Regions from separate parts of the Zea mays genome. Here region 1 is linked to region 2. Evidence: chromatin contacts called from public Hi-C data. All regions are on one chromosome and are shown on one strand. The core of a region is the stretch at or near the end of the contact, and the rest is flanking DNA. Distances in the headings are between cores, read along the strand shown. Region 1 holds the start of LOC100281598 (ATPase, coupled to transmembrane movement of substances). Region 2 has its middle 32 kb from the start of LOC100277850.

What was found. A called contact is a pair of places that touch in the nucleus more often than the background predicts.
Region 1: a Hi-C map of bundle sheath shows a contact between it and region 2, with 4 times the contacts expected there. The contact joins the promoter of LOC100281598 here to the enhancer-like site in region 2. A contact is called at or near these places in 5 of 25 Hi-C or Micro-C datasets (bundle sheath, ear, endosperm and 2 more).

What each region holds. Positions count from the first base shown.
Region 1 is chr4:212,372,675-212,377,161 of Zm-B73-REFERENCE-NAM-5.0, reverse strand. LOC100281598 (ATPase, coupled to transmembrane movement of substances) reads left to right here and starts at 1,273. Exons shown (of 3, transcript NM_001154517.3): 1 at 1,273-1,574; 2 at 1,694-2,522. The coding sequence starts at 1,452.
Region 2 is chr4:212,133,913-212,138,682 of Zm-B73-REFERENCE-NAM-5.0, reverse strand. No RefSeq gene overlaps it. Among protein-coding and RNA genes, the nearest start is that of LOC100277850, 32 kb to the right of the region's middle. Within about 2 kb of position 1,887, at least 17 of the 20 cell types and tissues checked have an H3K27ac peak or open chromatin away from gene starts, as enhancers often do. A contact at or near this core is called in bundle sheath, ear, leaf and 1 more, where this site is marked.

The DNA of each region.
Region 1 (4,487 bases), core at 24-2,523, 240 kb before region 2:
GCGGCTGATGGTGTTGTAGCCTTGTACAGGAGGAGTAGCTTGCATTGCACTGGCAGCCAGCACACACGAGAATGGCAATGCGAGCTGCTGGAACGAACCGGCCTTCTGCATGCGCCAAACGCACGGCCTATATATACATATACATGGGTGCGTGGGAGAGCGGCGACGCTGACGTTATCAGCTTATCGATCCACGGTCACTGTGAGTTTCTGTGTGTGTAGTCGGCACTAGATTAGGCAGTAGTAGCATGCACCTCTAGTTTTCTTTTGACCGGCCGTTGGTGGTGTGGTGTCATGCAAGTACCGAGAAACCAGCAGACGATATATATCCATATTGCGTCAAAAAAAATTACACGATGTTAAGCCTTATAGACATGCCAGTTTGCTTTGAACTGTATCGGGTGTACCAAAAATAATATTTAGTACTATAAAAATATATTTCATGGATAATTATCGATTCGTTTTTACATTAATTTAATTGAACTTAAATTTGTTTGACCCACAGAGGAACGAGAATTGTTGCACTATTTCCTCTACGGAGGTAGGGATCGAGTGCTTATTAGTTATTACTAGTTCGATCGACCAAAGATTTAAATAAAGATTAGATCCCTAATATTTATTATTATGTGAAATAAGCACTCCTATTTGATTAGAGTAAATCACACGCACAGCACATTTTTACAGGAAACGCAATAGGGAATCGTAATCGTCTGATACTGTTTTTTATGAATTATTAAAAAATAGTTTTGAAGTAACGTTAGGTTATAGCAGATCACCAATTATCTTTTGTTTTAACGGCAGGGAAGGAGCAGGCAGCGCGGTTGGGACGGGGGAGTCTCTGCTGTACGCTGTGCTTGTGCACATGCCGCCCCACTACGCCGCCACAGTTTCGTGTGGCCTTCCTTCCCCAACCCAGGCAGCCAGCCCGCCCCCTGCTGGTGTAGGAGTAGCAAACGTGTACACCTCTCTAGCTGCCCGTCCTCTCCCGCCGTTGCATTGCATCGCATCTTTCCCGGACCGGACGACCGGTGTCACACAAGGATGGAACGTCCGGAGTCCGGACGACCGGTGTCACACACGGATGGACCAGCTGGTGGGTCCAAAAGCGGCTCCGCTCCGTTCCGTCCTCCGCCGGTGGGCCCGCCGCCCCACTCGCCGCGCCCTCCCGGGCTCCCGCCACGTGCCCCCTCTCCCCCACTAACCGTGACGTGGACCTCACCACCACCCGCATGGCCGCCTCCATATAAACCGCGCCCCGCCTCGCCGTCCCCTTCCTCCTCATCACTCTGCTAATAAGCTGCCCCGGCCTCCCCTCAAGTTCTCTCTCTCTATCGCAAGCGGCCACCTTGCACCCCTGGCCAGTCCCATCCACACCACCCAATCCTGCTGCGTTCTATATAAGCTGCTGGAGCATCTTGTGCTTTGTTCGATACTAGCGGCCACGTACGTACAATGCCTCCTAACGCCGAGGACGTGCACGGAAGCGGCGGCGGCGGCGCCCTCGCCACGACGGCCCCTGCGGCGTCCAAGATGGACTGCTTCTTGACCACCGTCTGCACGCCGCTCGACCTCCAGGTAGGTGGTGCCTGCGACGACCTAGGAGGCTAGAGGACTATAGGAGACGACGGCTATATATACCTGCTTCCAAAGGAATTGAATCCAAATTAACACACCGATTTGTCGGTTGTCTCCAGTTCATCGACGTGTCGTACCGCGTCAAGCAGACGGAGCGGTCGGCGTCCAAGGCGCCGCCGGGCGGCCGGATATCACACTCGGGTCCCGGCGCCCCCGCGACGGCGGAGGAGCGGACGATCCTCAAGGGGATCACCGGCGAGGCGCGTCCGGGGGAGGTGCTAGCGGTGCTGGGCCCATCGGGGAGCGGCAAGTCGACGCTGCTGTCCATCCTGGGGGGCCGGCTGGCGGGCCGCCACAGCGGGACGGTCCTGGCGGGCGGGCGCCCTCCGTGCCGCGCCGTGCAGCGCCGCACGGGGTTCGTGGCGCAGGACGACGTGCTGCACCCGCACCTGACGGTGCGCGAGACGCTGGCCTTCTGCGCCATGCTGCGCCTCCCGCGGTCCGCGCCGGCGTCCGCCAAGGCCGCCGCGGCCGAGGCCGTGATCGCGGAGCTGGGCCTCGCGGCGTGCGCCGACACCGTCGTCGGGAACGCCTTCGTGCGCGGCGTGTCCGGGGGGGAGCGCAAGCGCGTCAGCATCGGGCACGAGCTGCTGGTGAACCCGAGCCTGCTGGTCCTCGACGAGCCCACGTCGGGGCTGGACTCCACCGCCGCGGCGCGCCTCGTGGCGACGCTGTCGGCGCTGGCAAGGAAGGGACGCACCGTCGTCCTGTCCGTGCACCAGCCCTCCTCCCGCGTCTACCGCATGTTCGACTCCGTGCTGCTGCTCGCCGAGGGCAGCTGCCTCTACTTCGGCGCCGGCCGCGACGCCATGGACTACTTCGCCTCCGTCGGCTTCGCGCCGGGCTTCCACGTCAACCCGGCCGACTTCATGCTCGACCTCGCAAATGGTGAGTCTCTCTCGTGCTTTACGCTACCTTCCTTTCCTTGTTGGCCTCAGCAAAAGGCTTTGCGTTGCATGTCTCTTATTATGCGTTGTTTCAGTTTCCTGTGCATTACCTATAAGACAAGTGAAAGAGCTAGCTAACTAACCACCAAATTCATCATGGTCTGATCCTCTGCGACAGGAAAAGCAGACACACACACACACATACATATATTTCTCTTCATTCTTAGCTAAGCTAGCTAACCAAAAGATTATGAAGAGTTGAAACACACATTTAGAGACATGAGAGAGAATCACTAGATTGACCAGATCACTACTAGAACAAGTGGCGTTGAAGTCTGGAGCAAGTGTCTGTGTGTTCTTGCTCACCTTTTTTCTGCAATTGATGAGAGGATTAGATTCATCATGAGACCGGAGACAAGCGCAACGCCTGGTGAGTGAGTGTGGAGTGCACCCAACAAAGAAGAGAGAGAGAGAGAGAGAGGGGAGAGAGAAAGAGCATGAGAGGAAGGGGGGAAAAAGAGTGGAGATGGTGAGTAGTGCCTGCCATGCATCCCTCCCTAGTGCTTTATTTTCTGCAAAGCACTTTATGGTTGAAAAATCACACACCTACAGGGACACCTGTCACTGAAGGTGGGAATTAGGGCACTACCACTGTGGCTGAACATCATCATCGTCCAACAGAAAGGTACATACTATATACTAGCTATGCTTGGTAGATACTCCCAGAGCCATTCTAAGGGCCTGTTTGGCATGGCTCCAGAGCAAAACTCCAAGGAGGAGCTGACCAGAGCATGCCAAACACCCTAACTCCAGAGTTGTAAACTCTATGGAGTTTTTGGAGCTGCAGTACAATTTTTTGGAGTACCTCTTTTGCTGCTCTGAAAACTCCAAAAAAACAACCTAGTCATGGAGTTTTGAGTTATTTACCCGCCATTGCCACTGGTTATGAGAAACAATCTAAACTCTGGAGTAGAGCTGCTCCACCCAGAGTTTTAGAGTAGAGCTGCTCTGGGATGGAGCAGAGCCATGCCAAACACACCCTAAATCACGTAAGCCAATCTGGTCTACACACACCATAGGTATTTGAACATCAAGACTCGCGTATCGACTATCGGAAAAATTAATTAAAGGGCGTCGTATATTGTGGATTATATATTAGCACACGGGCTATATATATGTCACTGCACACACAGGGGTGACGGATGGATCTCCGACACTCGTGGCAGCTTTTAGTTGGATCTGGTCCCTTTATTTGCCTCTCTCTTTTTTTTAATTTTTTTACATGGTGTCCGAATGCATCAGAACGAAGCATGAACGAGCAAATGGTAGATATATCGGCTCTTATTAATCGGCCATTAGGGAGTGACATGCAGGCGACCGATGGATATGCCCTGCTGTCTCACTAGACTTGGAAACATATGCCCCTGCTCGTGCCGGCTTTAGACAGGAGGAATCATTTCTCGGTGCAGAATTGCCCGCTTTTGGAGCTGAGGCCACTTTTCTCTCCTCCCTCCCCGTCCCCTTTTGGCTTGGAGGGGCAGGCAGGCACCTCGCCTCTTTTTTTTAATAATTAATTAATTTGCTCGGTGCACCGGGCCTTTCATGTCGCCACAGCTACGCTAGCACCATGGCAGCAAGACTGCTGCGCTGCGCGCGTTTTCTTGATCAAATGTTATAGTGGCCCCAATAGCTAGCGTACGTTACGTCCCCGGCCGGATCGAGAATCGAACGTACGGCATGCGTCTGGTGTCAATTATTGGACGGCGGAGGATGCGCTACGTGTAGAATTGTACGCACACACACAGTAACGAAGGGAATAATGATGTGTAACGTCACGTTATTATCTCGGTACCAGAAAAGAGTAATAAAGAAAGCGATTATCACAAATTCTATCTCGAGCGCACTAGTTCCTGTTCTTGATTCATGGGGTATTATACTTTACTTATCGTCTCTCCATTCTCTACTT
Region 2 (4,770 bases), core at 638-3,137:
TGTCTCTGAGTCATTGGATCTTGATCTGAGGGCGCATATTAGATTCTTTCTTTATCTTAACTGGTACGCTACACGAGCCGCAGGATCACAGATCAACGCTAGGTATCTAATATGGCGAAGGGGTAAGAAACGTTCTAATCTCAGCCATCCACTATGGGATCAACGTCACTCGTACTTCTTCCTTCCTTACGACGGCTCCCTAGAGGTGTTGGGTGGTTTTCCGAGGTGGGGCTTCGCCAAAGTGAAGGGCGTCTAGTGTTCCGTTACTTAATCCCTCGGGTGTACAAGGGCAAAACGGTGAGGCGAGAACGACGAAGCGACTCAGGGGACCTTACCGGCGTTTGGAGCGATGACATAGGTCGGCGACGGGCACCATGACTTGACACACTCCGATGATCGATTGTGCTTCCATAGCTAGGTCTATGCAGCGCTTGGCTAACCGAGGTGTAGGTTCCCAACATCCTCGCGATCCTCCCTATCATATCTCTTAGAATTAATTGGCAATGTAGGCGCGTAGCAGCTATAGCAGTTACGGCGGCGAGCTCGGTCAATGGCATAGGGGCAGAGGGCCCAACGTGGCTTGGTGTTGCTTGAGCAATACCTTATCCTAATAGATGAAGGAGCCAATAGTAAAAAAAACTATCCTTGAACGCATCTAGTTTTGAGTCTTCACCAATAGGCCTTCGACAGGGTTGCAGAATGGCGCCTCCGCCCACCATCTTGCTAGCACCTCATGCTCCTCTACGATCCTTCGAGTCCCAGGAGGCTAGGACCGCCTCTAGCCTCCGTGGCTTTGTTGGGACCAGCTCGTCGTTGGCTGGCGCCAAGGCTCCCTCGCCCTCATGGTCGCTGAGGTCACGACCTCTCACCCTCGCTGGAGCAAAGTTTCTTAATCATTATCCAAGGAAGATTTTATTTATCGACTAGGCAATATGTTTATTTTGCATGGGTCACCAGCATTTTTTTGAATTTATTGGGCAAGGAATTTGATCTGATGTTCCTTTCACACAACATCGCCAAGCGGAGGGGATATGCATATGACGACCCAGGATTGATCCAACAAGTAGCACCAGACAACAACCATGGTTGGAAACGAAAACTAAGGGAAAAAAGACTACCAAAAAGTATACCTCTTTGAAAATGAATAGATTTTTATTATGCGACACAGATGACCAATGGTCGATTAAATGACTTGATTGTGTGCTTAATTAACTTGATCTTCAAAAAATTTACAATACATTTTAAAATAAGAAAAGTGGGCAAATGCAGTTGTCTAGATTTCCTAGAACTAGACTCAATTAGAGGTATATTCTTATTTCACTAGTTTAATAACTTTTACTTCAATTTGTTATTATTAACTCATTTTTCTCTTTTTCATATTTTAATCGTTATATGGCATTTGACCACGATAACTCTTGAATAAGGTATTTTCCATATTCATTTGTAGTTATGTAGATTGTGTTGTAATTTTTTGTCATTGTATTAGCAATACTATGATTTTGGCGTGTCCTCCGCCACTGCTATGGCGTAAGTATAGATCGCATGCACTTGCTGGCTGAGAGGGTGTAGGTACCCGGTATTTATATCCCTGCTCGATGAGTCCCTATGGGAATGCGAGTTACCAACAATCCTTAGCGATTTCCGCGGTGGTCCAGTTTGTTACGGAGATCGCAGGAGAAACTGAACTGCAGTTCCTCTGATCAGATCGGCCGGTGGTAGAGGAGAGGATCCTGACTGGTAGGACCCACCCGACTGTCTTAGCGGGCGGTCGAGCGTGTGAGTGGATGAGAGCTGACTAGCTGAGATGGCCAACGGGGTGGTGAGAGTCCTAGGCGCGAGTCTGTTTTGCGACAGCCGTAGTCCGTTTCGAAGGAGAAGGATGAAGACCGGACGAGGAGGCCCACATGTTAGTGACACATTAGCTGATGTAAGCGTGATGTCGTAGCGATCTCATCTGTGGCTGGACTAATAAAGAAAAGAAAAAAAAAGACGAAGGGGCACATGGGCTGTGCACCTGCGTTGGTGAAGTGGGCTGACATGATCAAGAAATGAGCCAAGCAATTAGAGAGCCCAAATCGGATGTGTCTTCCCTTTTCTCTTTTCTTTTAGTTTCCTATTTTCTTTCCTTCCCATTTTAATGTTTCATATTTCAAATAAGTTTCAAACTTCTAATTTAAATTCAAATGCAACAATAAAAAAACCAAGCATGAGATACAATATATCAAAGTAATTTTTTATATTAGTTATTTTTCTTATTCAAATAAATGTTCTAGTAAGGCTCGTTTATTCAATAAACAAATTGAAACTTCGTATGTTTTAAATTTGAATTCTAGTTAATCAATAATTTAACATTTACCATTTATTCAGTTTCAAGAAAATAATTTCAGAGGTAGGGAAAATTCTTACTATAACACATTTTCATTTATTTCTTTTTGGTAGAATTACTATAAATTACCAAAATTGGATTTTGGGTGTTACACCTGCCTCTCAAGCTCCTTGTTGCTCGAGGAAGAAGATGAGTCACCGGAGTCGTGGTCAAGGTTGCTAAGGGAGGCGAGGAAGGCACACTCCTTCAACTTGGCCTTCTAGAGGTACTTCTTCTTGAGTGCCTCCTTGTCGAACCTCCCCTTGGACTTGTGCTCGTTGGTGGTGTACTTGCACTTTCCCTTGCGTCGACCAGAGTGGTGGTCGCACTGTCTAGCCTCCGGCTTACCATTCTTGGGGAAACTAGTGATGAAGTGGTCAGGGTCACCGTAGTTATAACATCCATCCTTGTACTCGCCACACCACATGTTCTAGCGGTTGTTGTGAAACCACGTGAACCTGCTGGCCACAAGCACCAGCTCCTCATCCTTAAGGCTCTCCACCTACTCCTCTATGATGGTCAACAAAAAAGATAAAGCAAACAAAGCGGGTGAAGGATTAGAAGAAGAACCACCTCCAGAGACCAGGGCCATTGTGGATGCACGAAGGTTCTCAATCTTGGCTCGAGTCTGGTGGTCAATCTTAGTGGACTTGAGCTTACTGAACAGCTCATCCATGGTGAGAGTCTCATAATTGGGCGACTTGATGATCACTGAGACCTTTACCTCCCAACCCTCCGATCTAGAGCATATAGTAACTTGAGTGCTCTCTCATGATCATCATAGGTCAGTTGTGCCTTGTTTGCGCGCGTCTTGTTCACTATTAACTGGAACCGAGAGAACATGATGTTGATCATCTCTACAGCCAACTGGACAAAGTTCTCATACTCCCGCATGTACATCTCAAAGGGTCTGGTCTTTATGTGATCATTGGTCTCATGGAATTTCTCGAGGGTGGACTAGATCTTGTTAGTCATACCCAATGTACAACTCGTTCAAACTCAGCAAACGAGAGACATGAGAACAAATCTTTTCTGGCTTTGTTGTTCAAATCACAGAACTCTATCTACATAGGCATAATTCGAGCACCATGAACCTCGAAAGCAGCATCAAGGAAAATCTCCCATACCTAATAGCTGATACTCTAAAGACACGCAGACATGCAAATCTTCCAGTATGGGTAATTTGTCACATTGAAGAATAGAGGTTTGCCAACACCTCGTTCCATGTCACCTTCAATCAATCAATAACCGATTAGGATGTATTGATCCTTAACCAGCTCCAAAATCAATTGAAGGACCGATGAGATGACCAAAGGGGGTGAATGGGAGCCACTAAAAATTTCTCTACTCGAGAGCATCGTGACTTGATCCCAACTTCAACACAAACCCCACAGGACAATGAAAAGCAGTAGAACATTGTGCATATCAATACAGTGTTGATTGACTGCAACAAAATACTATAACAAAACAAACACAACAATATGTAGAAAACCATAAGCAAAACTATAGAACAGACGAAGCGGTAGTGCCGCTCTAATGGTCGGTAGTGCTAGGCAGCGGTAGTGCTGCGCAGGTGAGCGACAGTGACTCACCACAAAACCTGCACATAATCCTCTCAAATTTCACAAACAATTCGTGCAGAGAGAAAGAAGATGTTTTGTGAAGTTTCAACTAGAACAAATCAACATCGCATGAATAGATTCAAAATCTCGCTTTGATTGAGGTTTTGTTGGGGTTTTCTCAAATGAATTCAAAATGAGGTGATATTGGATCACAACCAAAAACTACTCAAACCTGATATTTGGAGTGGTCTAGAGACTGATATTCACTGCAAGTCAATCTCCAATACAAACAACAACTCAAGAGATCAAAGGTTCTCTCAAAAACTAAAGAGAGAAGAGAGGAATCAAGAGTGGAGATAAAATCAAAAAAAATTGCACCAACCACAAACTGAGCACATGATTTGATGAACGCTAGACCGCTGATGGTTATTGCCACCCTTCCTCACAAAATCATAGGTTCATAGATGTGGAGTTACAAATCATCTGTGGATCTCGGGCTAAACTATGCAACCTATAGAAAGAAACTAAGTTTTTCTAAACAAGAACCTAATGAAAGATAACCAAAGAGATGGTTGTACACAACAGCCCTCCCTCGTATTTATATAGAGTTATTTCGCTAATCGAAATTACCCCTAGATATAAAGAGCTTATCCAGTTAACTGGGGGCAAAATGGACCAACTCCTGGAATATGCATCTGACGGCCACACGCTGCACACGAAGTTGCTTTACCTCGATGCACCCTTCGCGATGACGCCATGTGCCACCTCTGATTCTTGTCAGAACAGCACCGCCAAGTTTTGAGGCTCAAACTCGATGAAACCTACCATCTGTAGTGCTGGGTT